Linked DNA regions of Mus musculus: region 2 is linked to region 1. Evidence: chromatin contacts called from public HiChIP or PLAC-seq data. All regions are on one chromosome and are shown on one strand. Each heading gives the region's core, a stretch centred on a gene start, on an enhancer-like site or on the middle of the called end of the contact. The rest is flanking DNA. Distances are from core to core; before and after follow the strand shown.

Region 1 (6,376 bases), core at 3,731-6,230:
TGTAGGCAAGCCTGGAGGGCATCTTCTTAATTAGTGATTGATGGGGGAGGGCCTAGCTCATTGTGGGTGGTGCCATCCCTGGGCTGGTGGTCCTGGGTTGTTTTTTTTTTTTTTTTCTTTTTTAAGATTTATTTTATTTATATGAATACACTGTAGCTGTCTTCAGACACACCAGAAGAGGGCATCAGATCTCATTACAGATGGTTTCAAGCCACCATGTGGTTGCTAGGAATTGAACTCAGGACCTTTGGAAGAGCAGTCAGTGCTCTTACCTGATGAGCCATCTCTCCAGCCCAGTCCTGGGTTTTATAAGAAAGCAAGCTGAACAACCACAAGGCAAGCCTGTAAGCAGCACTCCTCTGTGGCCTCTGCATCACCTCCTGCTTCCAGGTTCCTTCGATGATAAACAATGATGTGGAAGTGTAAGCCACTCCTCTCCTCAAGCTTTTTGCTCATGGTGTCATCATAGCAATAGTAATGCTAACTAGGGCAGGATTAGTTCCTCAGGTTCTATCAACTATTTTTTGTTTGCTTGCTTTTGTTGTTGTTTGTGGGTGAATGTTGTTGTTGTTGATTTTAGAGACAAGGTCTCTCTACAAGAACCTGGCTGTCCTGGAGCTTACTATATAGACCAAGATGGCCTTGAACTCACAAATATCCAAGGGTTGCAACAGAGACATCATCTGATAGGATGAACAGTAGGTATTTGGTAAGTGCAATGTCCCTCCAACTTCCCGTGCCAACAAAAGCTGGGGTCATGCTTTGGGAGTCTTGAGGCTAAGCTGCAATCTAGGTTGGGCTGTATTCAGTTCTGCTGGTGTCTTCTTTTGCTAATGTGACTGCACTGTGCTCCTTCTTGTATCTTACAGATGGAGAAACAGAGGTTTGGAAAAGTCATGGTCTAGGGAGGGTCTAAGGGATGGCTCCTTGGTAAGCTGCTTGCCTTTCAAGCATGAGGGCTTGAGTTCAATCCCCAGGACTCACAGAAAGACAGTTGCATAGCTGCACCCACTGACAACCTTAGTGCTGGTAAAGTGGAGACAAGCATATCCTTGGGTTTTAACGGCCATCCAGTCTGGTCTAATTAATGAGAGACCCTGTCTCTAGGGAGGTGGACAACATTCCTGGAGACCTGACACATTAGATGGGCGCTCTCTCACACCATATTTACATATGTCTTACATATGGTTTCTATTGCTGTGACAAAACACCATGAACAAAAAACAAGTTGGGAAGGAAAGGGTTTTTCAGCTTATACTTCCACGTTGCTGTTGATCACCAAAGGATGTCAGTACAGGAACTCAAACAGGGCAGGATCCTGGAGGCAGGAGCTCGATGCAGAGACCACAGAGGCATGCTGCTTACTGGCTCATTCCTCATGGCTTGCTCAGCCTGCTTTCTTACAGAACTCAGGACAAATTGCCCAGGGATGGTCCCACCCACAATGGTCTGGGCCCTCCTCCATTGATCACTGATTGAGGAAATGCCTTACACCTGGATCTCATGGAGGCTTTTCCCCAACTGAAGCTCCTTCCTCTCTGTTGACTCTAGCTTGTGTAAGGGTGACAGAAAACCAGCCAGCACAACCTGTGGCCCTGCATTTCCTCTGTATATGTTAAATCACTTCAGGCTGCCCGTAACATGGAACACAACACAAGCATTAAGTTAACAGTAATCATGTGTATCTGCCAGGGATCTTGACAAGAAAGGGTCAGTGTAACTTTCAGTGGGGATATTACTTTTCCAGGGGGCTGAATCTGTGGGTGTTTAATGCACAAGATGCATGGAACTTCCTGGAAGGGAAGGGAAGGGAAGGGAAGGGAAGGGAAGGGAAGGGAAGGGAAGGGAAGGGAAAGCTTTCTCATTGACAGAAATACCGCCACCAAGCACGTGTCAAGCATGGATGATTTTCAGCTCTTGGGCATTGACTGTCATCCATTGGACGAGGGGACATGGCTTCTGTGGGTGGAGCTCAGGTGTGACTCTGCCCCCCTGCCTCCATGTGCCCACTCACTGCTGCAGCCCCCAGCTTGCCAACATTATCCCACCTACTCAGGGTCAGGTCCCAAAGAAACTCAGGACAAAGGGCTAAGTGAGGTAGATGCCTGCTAACATATCAAAGCAGATGCTGGCTGCCAGGTTCTTCCAGCAGCACAAGTACCTGTTAGAGAGTCCTAGGTCCTTCTCACCCAGTCCTCTCTCTACTCTAAACCTCTCCAGCCCAGGGTCCACTTCCCTTCCCCCAGCTTCTCGTTTTCCTATATAACTCAGCCATTTGGGGCATGCATGCTTTCTTGGCTCTCTTGGTTTTAATGAACTCTCTTAGTTCTGTTGGCTGCCTTTCTTGTCTCTCTTTTCTTCTTCTCTCATTTTTCCTCCCCCTCTCTCCTCTCATGGCCCAGTCTATTTTGTTGGTCATGTTCAGTGTAGACTCCTTCAGAAGCATCTGCTGTCCTCTCCCTCATAGCTACAATAAAAGCCTGTTCCTCAGCCATACATAGGAGTGGTCATGTCCTCATCGTCACTCACTCAGCAATAGGAAATCCAGCTCATCGACTGTACCAGAGATCCTGGCTCTCAATGCCCCTATGTGCTCCAGCTCATCTATTGTACCATGTTCCTATGTACTTGCTTCTTCTTTCACTCCCTCAGCCACGACCATGATCTATCTTCCCTAGACAATGCTATGGCTTCTTGCCTGGTCTCCCTGGCTCATAACTCTTGTCTCATCTGTGACCTTTACTGTCCAGAACAGACAGGATTTCTGTTCTGGTCTATTTGCCCTCTTTTCCCAGCTTGTGACTCTGAGTTCCTCGACCACTCTAAGCATCCAGTGGTTCAACATAGATTGTCACAGAGTTTTTGTTGTAAGTTGGTTGCTTGGTTGGAAATAGGCAGACCTCATTCTCATGAGCCGTCTGCATCAGATTTTCCAAGTCCTAACATTATTAGTATTTACTTATGACCCTGACTATCCTCTTGTATATATTAAATCACTTCCAGGTTGCCTGTAGCCTGGACATGCACAATCGTTCAGTAAGCAGTTGTTGATATGCACCAGCCATGCCCACCAGTACCAAAGTAAAACACCTGCCAAGGCCAAGTTCTTGAAAAAGAAGCTGTGTCTATTAATAATCCTTCCTTAGCACTATCAGACCCCCATGCACACTGTCAATGACATGAAGTCAGAGAGACACATGCCTGAGTCAACAGGTACGATGATAGTCTTAGAATCAACTGAAAGGAGAGGTGCCATAAACAACTGGGAGGACTTCTCTTAATCAGGTTATCTGCAGTGGGAAGACTGATCTTAAATGTGATTGTCACCTTCTGGTTGCAGCATACATCAAAGGTGTAAGAGTAAAGCTCTGTGTTTGCCTATTATTCATCTACCATTTGTGAATTCATCTACTTTACCTTATATTCCTTTGCAGATATTAGAACCAGATTCTTTGGCCTTCCAATATGAACTGCTCAACAGGAATCTGCTAGGCCCTCAGGACCAGACTGGGACTACGAAGGTATCTAGCCTCATAGACTGAGCAGCACTAGGTCCTTAGCCTCTGCAGTATGCAGAGGCCACTGTTGGCCTCCTGAGAGCATATCATGTAAGTCAGTCTAATAAATCCCTTTTAAATTCTATGGGTTCTGTTCACCCAGAAAACCCTGACTTATACAACAGGCGTGTGACTGGTTAGTCCTTTGATAAGCACAAGGCCCATATGCCATGTAACTTAGAGTGTTTGGAGAGGGAAGTCATTTAAGGGAAAGCAATCAGATCATCAGTAATTAATAACTGATAGATGGATGCTTGGCCCCAATATTACAGCCTGTGCCTGCTCTACTCTCCCTCTTTCCACACATGATTAAAATGGCAATAATGACTCTTGAGTCAAAATGATGCCTGGCCTAAAGTGTACATTTACCACCGCGACAGTCACACTTGGCAGCTTTGTCATCCCTTTGCAGTGCTTTGGTGCAGACCCAGGTCTCTGCACACACTAGGAAAGTGTTCTGCCACTCAACTGGTCCCCTCAGCTCTCGTGAGATTGATGGTGAGTATATTCCTCTTCCATTTTCAAAGGAAGAAAAACTCAATCTTGTAAAAAATAAAGAGGCTTGCCTGAGGTCCCAAGGTGGTCCTGCCTGATAGAAACTTGTGTTTATTTTGTTATTGGTTTGAGATATGGTCTCAGTCAGCCCAGGCTGATTTCAGATGTGTGGGTCATTTCCCTGCCTCTGCTTCTCAAGTGCTTAGATTATAGGTGCAGACCACATACCCTGCATGAATTTGTGTTTAAATCCTGGAGCCTCCATTGCCAGACTGAAATCCCATTAGGAAATGAGACAAACCCTCTATTCCCAATCCCAGAGGTACAGAGGACAGATGTGGAGCCCTGGCGGTGGCTGACAGAGGATGTAATCACACATGGTACCTGGGATGGCGACCAAGTTCTGCAGCTCCTGCTTCAGGTCCATGATGTCCTTGCAGAGCTGAATGTCATCCATCCTACAGGGACAAGACACCACATAATAAGTTACCTCAGCAGAACACATCCCAGCACTAGCCTTGTTTAAACACTGGAGGCTAATGAAAGTGAGGGCCATCTTCCAGCTGTTTTTAGATAAGTCTGGGTATTTATCACTTTACTCCTTGCTGTGACAAAAAGTAACTTAAGGGAGAAAAGGAATTGTTTGGGCTCACTGTTCTGGGGACTACAGTCTGCCATTTGAAGGGAGGCAGAGAGGCAGGCAGCTCTGTAGCTATGGGAGTCTGGCAGGTGTTTTTACACAGTCCAGACCCAGAAACAGAGTGCTTGGGCAGGAACCTGGCACGTAGAACCCTTGAGTCCTGCCCCAACAGCTAGCTAGGCCCCACATCCCCAAAATCACATTATAACCTCCCACAACAGTGTCACAGCTCTCTGTGTCTACATGCTAACCACAGAAGCCTGTCAGAGCTCTCTGTGTCTACATGCTAACCACAGAAGCCTGTCACAGCTCTCTGTGTCTACATGTTAACCACAGAAGCCTGGCATTCGGGGTAGTTACATTTAAACCACAAGAGTCTGTGATGACGTTTGCAGAGATTGGCTTATGAGCTGCTGAACTGTCTAGGTGAGAAGTCCTGCCCTCTGTAGCAGAACTAGTCATCTGTAGGTGAGGACAGGAAAGAGGATGCAAAGGAGGAAGTTAAGGTTGTACATATACTTGCTCTGTTGCTATGTGTCTGTCAAAAGGAGAAATTAGGGGTTGTACACTCTCTCCATTGCTATTTGTCTATCTCTGTCTTTCTCTCAATCTCTCTCTCTTTTTCTTTGTCTCCCTCCCTCTGCTCTTAGGCATAACTCCAAAATTTTCACCTCTTAGATTCTGGATTTTGTACCATTGATACCTAGGGCCTGAGGCTTGTGGACAGAATCATCCACGTCCAGGTTCTGAAGCCTCCAGACACAGACAGAGTCATAATACTAACGCCCCCAGTGTAGTGTCCATTCTTGCAGGTTTAAAAGTACGCCGGTTATAAATATCATGTGACATTGTTACAAAATATTTTCACAATTTGTTCTTTTTACTATTTATGCCTTTTAGTTTATAATGATATATAATTCTACTTCAGAATATGTCTTGAAGATGATTCCCTGTTAGTGCATTCAAGTCAACTGATTTTTGTGGCTGCCCAGCATCCTGCTATATTGATATACTCCTCATACTAGGTTTTCTGTGACAAATTCCTAGACATAGAAGCAATATAAACATTTACATTTCAATAGGAATTCACAAACCCCTTCCAGGGCCTATTCAAGGGCTTTCCTACAATTCTGCAATGTATTGTAGTAAGGTGTGTGTTACAAAAAGAAAAAATTAATCCTGGCCTAAGATTTTAGTTCAGTTGATAGCATGCTCTCCTAACATGCACAAAGCCCTGGGTTTGATCCTCAGAACAACATAAAATGGGGGTGTTTGTGAACACGCATGTAATCTCAGAACTGGGATGTTGAGGCAAGAGGATCCGAGTTCGAGGTCAGTCTGGGTCAGATGAGACCATGTCTCAAGAACAATTTGTTTTAAAGTCAATTTGTCATTCTCATAAAAATTATTTTCAGTGGCTACCAGGAACTTCCCCTGCAGATTTCTAGGGTGTGCTCATTGATCATCTAGGTGGATTTTTAGGTTATCTGTGCTACCTGGGTCTCCACGGGGTTAACATAGATTTATGCAAGAATTTTTTTTAATGTGGGAAGATTCTGAGAAGCAGAATCACACTGAGTAAAAATGGCTTAACAGGTCAACGATAGCTGAGGCATCTTCAAGGCAGTTCCCAAAGTATATACAGTTTCAAAATGTGTATATTCACACCTGCATCTTCACTGAG
Region 2 (6,616 bases), core at 415-2,914, 71 kb before region 1:
TAGCCCTGGCTGTCCTGGAACTCACTTTGTAGACCAGGCTGGCCTCGAACTCAGAAATCTGCCTGTCTCTGCCTCCCAAGTGCTGGGATTAAAGGCGTGCGCCGCCACTGCCCGGCTTCTGGCAGACTTTTAAGTATAACTATTTTAAAGTAATAACCAGCTAGGACATTCTATACTGTGCCTACATTTAGATTATATTTTTTTCCTAACTTGTAACAGAAAGCAGCAAAGAGCTAGAAATTTCAGAAATTATCTTTCCCCCTATGGAATCCTGAAAACTCATATTTAAGCCAGGCATGGTTCTAAATAAAGGTTATGCTTTTACTTCTTGAACTTGTAGGCAACCGCAGGCAGATCTCTGAGTTTGAGGCTAGTGTACAGAGAGTTCCAGGGCAACCAGGGCTATCACACAGAGAAACCCTGTCTGGAAAAACAAACAAAAAAACCCAACTCATATTTAGGTCAAGTAAAAGTGAAGCCTTCAAGGCTCAGTGGGGTTGGGGATAGGGGTAGCGAGGATACAGAACAGTTTATCTGTTTAAAACATGAAGTATTTTTGATTTCACAAAGTTCTTATAACTTTAGCATCTTCTTTTTCGTGGCCAACCTGTCATCTGAAAAGTATTGGTTACAAAGCACTAGGTTTATTAAAACAAAACGTTTGCCAGGTGACACAAACTCCTTTAATCCTAGCACTCAGAAAGCAAGGGACTGCAAGTTCGAGTACAGCATAGTCTGCGGGGCAAGTTCCAGGCCAACCCAAGGCTACACAAGTGAGACACTGTCTCTGAAAAGAAAAAATAAAACTGGGTAAGGATATCATGTACTCTTAACTGTTGGTGTCAATATTCAGCAGCAGTCTTTGCATGTACTTGATCAGCACTGAAACTGCTATAGGTAGGGAGGACTTTGCCAAAAGCCCATTTGGCAGGTTTAACTGTTCTTTCTCCACTGGCCACTAGGTTGCGCTAAAAGATGCAGTGCAACGTGCACGATTTAATTTGTAAAAATAAGGGTTATCACGTGACGAGGCAGAGCATTAATACTTTATTTCACATTAATCTTCTCTCCTTAGTCCTCGCTCCCAAGACCTTTTAGAGCGGAACCCTAACAAATCCCATCTGGCAAGCCTTTCCTTGACTCCATCACAAAAGCTCCCTAGTTCTTCGCCTGGAAGATCCGTTCGACATGGCGTCATCAAACCAGTAGTGAGAACTCCTAAACTGGGGTTCCTGCTAAAAAAAATACGCCGCCAGCCCCCTAGGTAAGACCCTATTTTGAGGTTTATCGGGAGGGGACTGAGCCTGACGAGGCTGCAGGGCCGCGAGGCCCCGCCCCCCCCACTTCCCAGCGTGCCCTGCGCGGAGAAATACGCGGAGGCGAGGGCGGGGCGAAAGAAAAGACTGGGCGAGACTCAGGGAGGGGTGGAGCCAGAAAGGGGAAGGGAGGGACGGGGGAATGGGCGGGGCTACTGGAGGAAGCGACTGGGCGGAGTGGGGACGGGCTGGGAATGGGCGGAGAAAGGGAGCGGCCATAGGGGGCGGAGCAGAGGAAGGGTGTGGTATTATGGAGGAAGAGGTGAGGCAGGGAGGCTCGGAGAGAGGGGCGGGGCTAGTAGTAGAGAAGCGTATCGGTTTTGCGACAGGGGCGGGGCGGGGCGGAAGCGGAAGTGGAGGGAGCGCTTGGCGGCGGCGGCGGGAGCTGCGGAGTCGGGAATCAAAATAAAGGGCCTGGGGGGGGTGGGGGGTAGGCGGCGGTGTCGGAATGTGAGCCAAGAAGGAGCTAGTGGCTGAGGTGAGTCCTCTGTCAGTGCCGGGACTCCACTAGGGCGTACCGGATGCTCTGATCAGCAACGTAGCTGGTCTGGAAACGACGCCTTTTCCCCCCTCAGACTGATGCTTCTGGGATTGAAGGACCGGGACTGGGACTTGCCGAAGGGGCCGTGCGAAAAAGTCGCTCTCCAGTGCTCCCCCGGTCTCTTCCGAGGCGTTTAGTCCCAGCTGGCGCTTGTCTTCCTGCTCGCTCCCCGGCCCTCCAGGTGTCAGTAGCAACCTTCGCAGGATGTGCAAAGTTGGAAAGTTGAGAAAAAGGACAGTTGTGTGGCTGAGTCCCTTATTGTTTTTTTGTTTTTGTTTTAATAGCCACTTTGGATGCAGTTTCAGTTTCAGCCACCTCCCCAATTAATTCTAGCACGAACGTGGTGCTTTCTAGTTGCACTAGTATCTTTTGGACTTTCCAGGATCTTTCTGTTTTGCATACAAGGAAATTGTCAGCTAAATGGTCTTTCTTCACCTTCAGTGAGCTCTACATTTGTCCAGGGTCATTTATTGATATTTGTGAGGCACAGTTGAGTTGGAAGGTTGGGATACCGTATATTCACATACAGTCAATATTGTTATGGAATTTATATTCTATTGGAGAAAAAAGAGTCATTTTAGTTAAAAGGTAGAAGACGAGCAAATACATAGGACTGGGAGTTTGTGGCAGGGGGGAGGTCATTTGGGAAATAATTCATCCTCAGGTATCTCTTGTCACCAAACTACAAATAAATAAGTGAGGGGGTTGCTATGATGATTAGACTCACAAGAGATGGGCCTTATGTTTATAAAGATGACATGCCCACAGCAGCACAGATAGGTGGCCTTCAGAACCAACATGCAGGCAGTACAATGTTGCACACTGCATTCTCAGCCACTGTCTAAGTTGCTCAGAAACTGAGTTTCAGAAAGGAAGACTCTCTCACATTAGAACTTCCCCTGACTGATTCGGCTGCTTAAATGGAATTCCTAGGAATATTTGGGAAATTTTTAGGCTGCAGGCCACTAATGTTTTTCCTTATATTTGTTTGAACTGAGTAATCTGTCTATATATGCCTGCCTGCCTGCCTTGTCTATCTGTCTATCTATCGACAGAGTTTCACTGTGTAACCACAGCTGCTTGGAACTTGGCTGCCCTTAAACTTGCAGATATCCTCCTGCCTCTGCCTCCTGAGCTACCACTCCTGGCTCTTTGAGCAATATTGAAGGCACCTTGGTGTAGAAAGAGGTAGGTGAGCCTTTTGACCTGAAGCTAGCTATGAAACTTTATTTTAAACGTTTCTGTTTCTCAGTGAAGTGGTAGATATGGTAGTTCATTTTAGGATTTGGCTTTGAAAGATTTAAGCACGCTGAAATTATGAACACTGTGATTATAACAAGTTCTTATGAATAAGAGTGGAGTGTGTTGGGTGATATAAAACCTGGATTTCTGGATTTTTGTGGGGTTTGTTTTTGTTTGTTTTTGTGTGTGTGTGTGTGGTTTTTTGTTTGTTTGTTTGTTTGTTGTTTGAGACAGGGTTTCTCTGTGTATCATTGGCTGTCCTGGAACTCACTCTAGATCAGGCTGGTCTCAATTTAAACAGATCCACCTGCCTCTGACTCCCCTAGTACTAGGCTTAAGTGCATGCGCCACCATCACCTGGTCCAACCTGGATTTAATTATAAAAACAGGTGTTGTAATGGAAGTAGTGATGGTAAACTGTACTAGGCTAATTCTCTACTTCCTTCATTCAACAAACGATTACTCTGTGATTACCACAGAATGGTCTTGGGCTGAGCACAGGATATAGTGGTGAAAATGGAAGTGCATGCATTTTCTAATTCACTTTTTAAAATGCTGTGTACAGACAAGGAAACAAACTAACAGACTTTTTTCCCCCTTCTCTTTCTTCCCTCTCTACCTCTGTGTCTGGGATTGAACCTAGACCCTTCTGTATGCCACTAAGCTCCATGCATTCCCTGGCCTACAAACAGAAACTTAAATAGTTTCAGCACACTACCCAAAAAGTAAATATATTCAGTTTTACAAGTGGATCATATGGCAAGGACTCAAGTCTCAACTCTAGTTCAACTCAGCCATAGATATTACTTAAGGAGTGTAGCTATGTCCTAATGAAACTTTACAGATACTAAAGTTTAAGTTTCATGTTTAAGAACACTTTCTCAATAATTTAAGAAATTGAAAATATATTCTTAGTTTACAGGCCACTTAAATCCAAGTGTGTCATGCCTCATACCTGTAATCTCAGCATTTGGGAGCCTGAAGCAGGAAGAGTGTTACTTCAGTATTACAGAATCAGATCCTGTCTAAGAAAAACTAGATAGACATACACACACACACACACATGTGTACAGGCAGCAGGCTGACTTTGGCTTGCCGACCATACTTTACTTTGTGTGATCAGTCCGCCCAGACTTGAAATGCATTATGAACCATTCTCCTCTCAGCCTATCATGAAGATATAAAAATCTCAGAAGCATCTTACCAGAGTTATAGTGGAAAGAAATTATCTTTTACATGCACAGATGAAATCTCTGATAAATCATCACTGAATGTGGTTTGTTGTTCCAAGGACTTAGAGATAAGGGTTAGTTGTTGTCGTCATTACTAGCTCTGTCCCTGCTCAGAGTGTGCACTGGCTTTGCCTTTGGTATACTAAGACTCAGAAGAGTGTCTGGGGTAAAGGACATCTGTGGGTTGTGACTGACTTAATTTCTGGATGTTTGGTGATAATGAAAGACTCCGAGAGGAGCCCCTCGCTCAGGCCTCAGGACAATAGCGGACACCCAAGAACTCACGACAGACCGAGCTTGTTGCAAACCACATGAGGCTTTATTCGGGGAAAGCCAGAGCTCTGGGGACGACTCATATCCCACGCAGGGGTAGAGGAGTCGTCCTCGAGGGGAAAGAGTTCCCAGTTTTTATAGGCCCTCAGTGGGGAAAGGAGAAGGGGGAGATTAGGGGATTTCCAGATCTAAACAATGTCTATTCTCAAGAAATGGGTATGGGAGGGGTACAAGGAAAGAGTCTAATGAAGGTGCAGCAATGGGCACACACCTGGTCAGAACATTGGCAGACACACAGGTTCGAGGAGTGGCCAGAGCATTGTGCACCTCTATTTTTCTAAATCAGTGAAGCTAGTTCTGCTAACACTGACGTCTATCTTGCCAATTTCAGGGCTTCTGTGTCCTTTTACATTCTGCCAGGATCTTTCAATAACATTGCTCTTTCATTGTAAACAAACCAAGAAATCAGTTGGTTGGCTTCATTTGTAGAATAGAATCAAAGTCCTCAGAGGTCATTTAGTTTGGCCCTTCTGTGCTTACACTGGGCATAGAGAAAGGTTGATACTGTGGTTGTCCTTTTACTAAGATTAGATGCTATTTACTGGTATCTTTGCTCTCTAAGCAGAACTTACAGAAGAAATACCTGAAAGTTAAGAAAAACTATAGGCTGAGTGTGGTGGCCCACATACCTTTAGTACCAGCATTATGGAGGCAAAGGCAGACAGATCTGTGAGTTTGAAGCCAGCCTGTACTACATAGTGTCAGGGCAGCCAGTGCTACACAGACAAGTCCTGTCACACAAAAAAAAAAAAAAAAAAAAAAAAAAAAGAAAGAAAGAAAGAAAGAAAAAACAAAAAGAAAAACTATAGGCAAAGTCTGATTAGAGTCTGGAGACTTATTTCAGCCAAGTGAAGAGGAGAGTTCTCACCTAGAGATGTGCACTGTCCACGATTTGGCTCTGTCTTTCAAGAATGCCTATGTCCATTCTCATTTGAAAAGTTGTAGTGGCTGGGGAGGTGGCTCAGTAGGTAAAGTACTTGTTGCATAAGCACAAGGACCTGAATTTAGTCCCTAGCACCTACAGAAAAGCTGGTTGTGGTGGTAACACGTGCTGGTAATCTCAGTGCTGGGAAAGTAGAGATAGGCAGACCCCCGAGGGTTTATGCCAGCCAGCCTAGCCAAATTGGTAAGCTCCAGGTTCATTGAGAAACCCTGACTTTAAAAAAAGGAGGAGGAAGAGGAGATCATAGATTGAGGAAGATACCCAAAGCTAACCTCTGGTCTTTACACACATGGGAGCATCTCCCCATTTACACACACAGAGAAAAGAACTCTAGGATATGAGGAATGGCAGATCATAAATGGTATGTGTAGTGTATGGACATGTTCATGTGGGTGTGTGCACATGTGCAGGCATGCAGGTGCACAAGCACATATATGCACACTAGAGGCCAGAGGTAAGTTTTTATACCTTCCTCCTCATTTTCTATTTAATTAAAAAAAAGATTTATTTATTTATTTATTATGTGTAAGTACACTGTAGCTGTCTTCAGACACACTAGAAGAGGGCATCGGATCCCATTACAGATGGTTGTGAGCCACCATGTGGTTGCTGGGCTTTGAACTCAGGACCTTCAGAAGAGCAGTCAGTGCTCTTAACCGCTGAGCTATCTCTCCAGCCCCTCTATTTAATTTTTTAAAAATTACACTTGTTTTTGTGTGGTGTGTATACACACACCACGGCATGTGTATGGAGATTGTAAGAGTCAGTTCTCTCCAATATGATGATCTCAGGAGGGGAACTAAGGTTGTCAGGCTTGGAGGCAATGGCCTTTAACCACTGAGCCATGGCACTGGCTCCTTTCCACTTGATTTTTCGTGTGAGTCTGTCACTGTACCTGGAGTTGATTGGTTTTGCTGGGCAGGGTAGCCATTAAACTCTAGGAATCTGGCCGTTTCTTCCTCAGCGCTGGAGTTACAGTTGCGTGCCTGTCTTTTGTAAAAGTGCTGAG

What was found. HiChIP or PLAC-seq counts read pairs in DNA pulled down with a chosen protein or histone mark.
Region 2: a contact with region 1 is called in a BATF HiChIP or PLAC-seq map of CD8 T cells, with 11 read pairs. The contact joins the promoter of Marf1 here to the enhancer-like site in region 1. A contact is called at or near these places in 1 of 484 Hi-C or Micro-C datasets (CD8 T cells), 4 of 115 datasets of contacts at active chromatin or transcription factors (CD8 T cells, the HPC-7 cell line, effector CD8 T cells and 1 more) and 1 of 9 other capture datasets (adipose tissue).

The regions. Positions count from the first base shown.
Region 1 is chr16:14,087,080-14,093,455 of GRCm38.p6, reverse strand. It overlaps Bmerb1 (bMERB domain containing 1), which reads right to left. Exons shown (of 6, transcript NM_144518.3): 3 at 4,437-4,510. Among named protein-coding and RNA genes, the nearest start is that of Marf1, 69 kb to the left of the region's middle. Within about 2 kb of position 4,980, at least 69 of the 459 cell types and tissues checked have an H3K27ac peak or open chromatin away from gene starts, as enhancers often do. A contact at or near this core is called in CD8 T cells and effector CD8 T cells, where this site is marked.
Region 2 is chr16:14,154,322-14,160,937 of GRCm38.p6, reverse strand. It overlaps Marf1 (meiosis regulator and mRNA stability 1), which reads left to right and starts at 1,664. Exons shown (of 27, transcript NM_001081154.2): 1 at 1,664-1,794. It overlaps Mir484 (microRNA 484), which reads right to left and starts at 1,312; the gene lies at 1,246-1,312.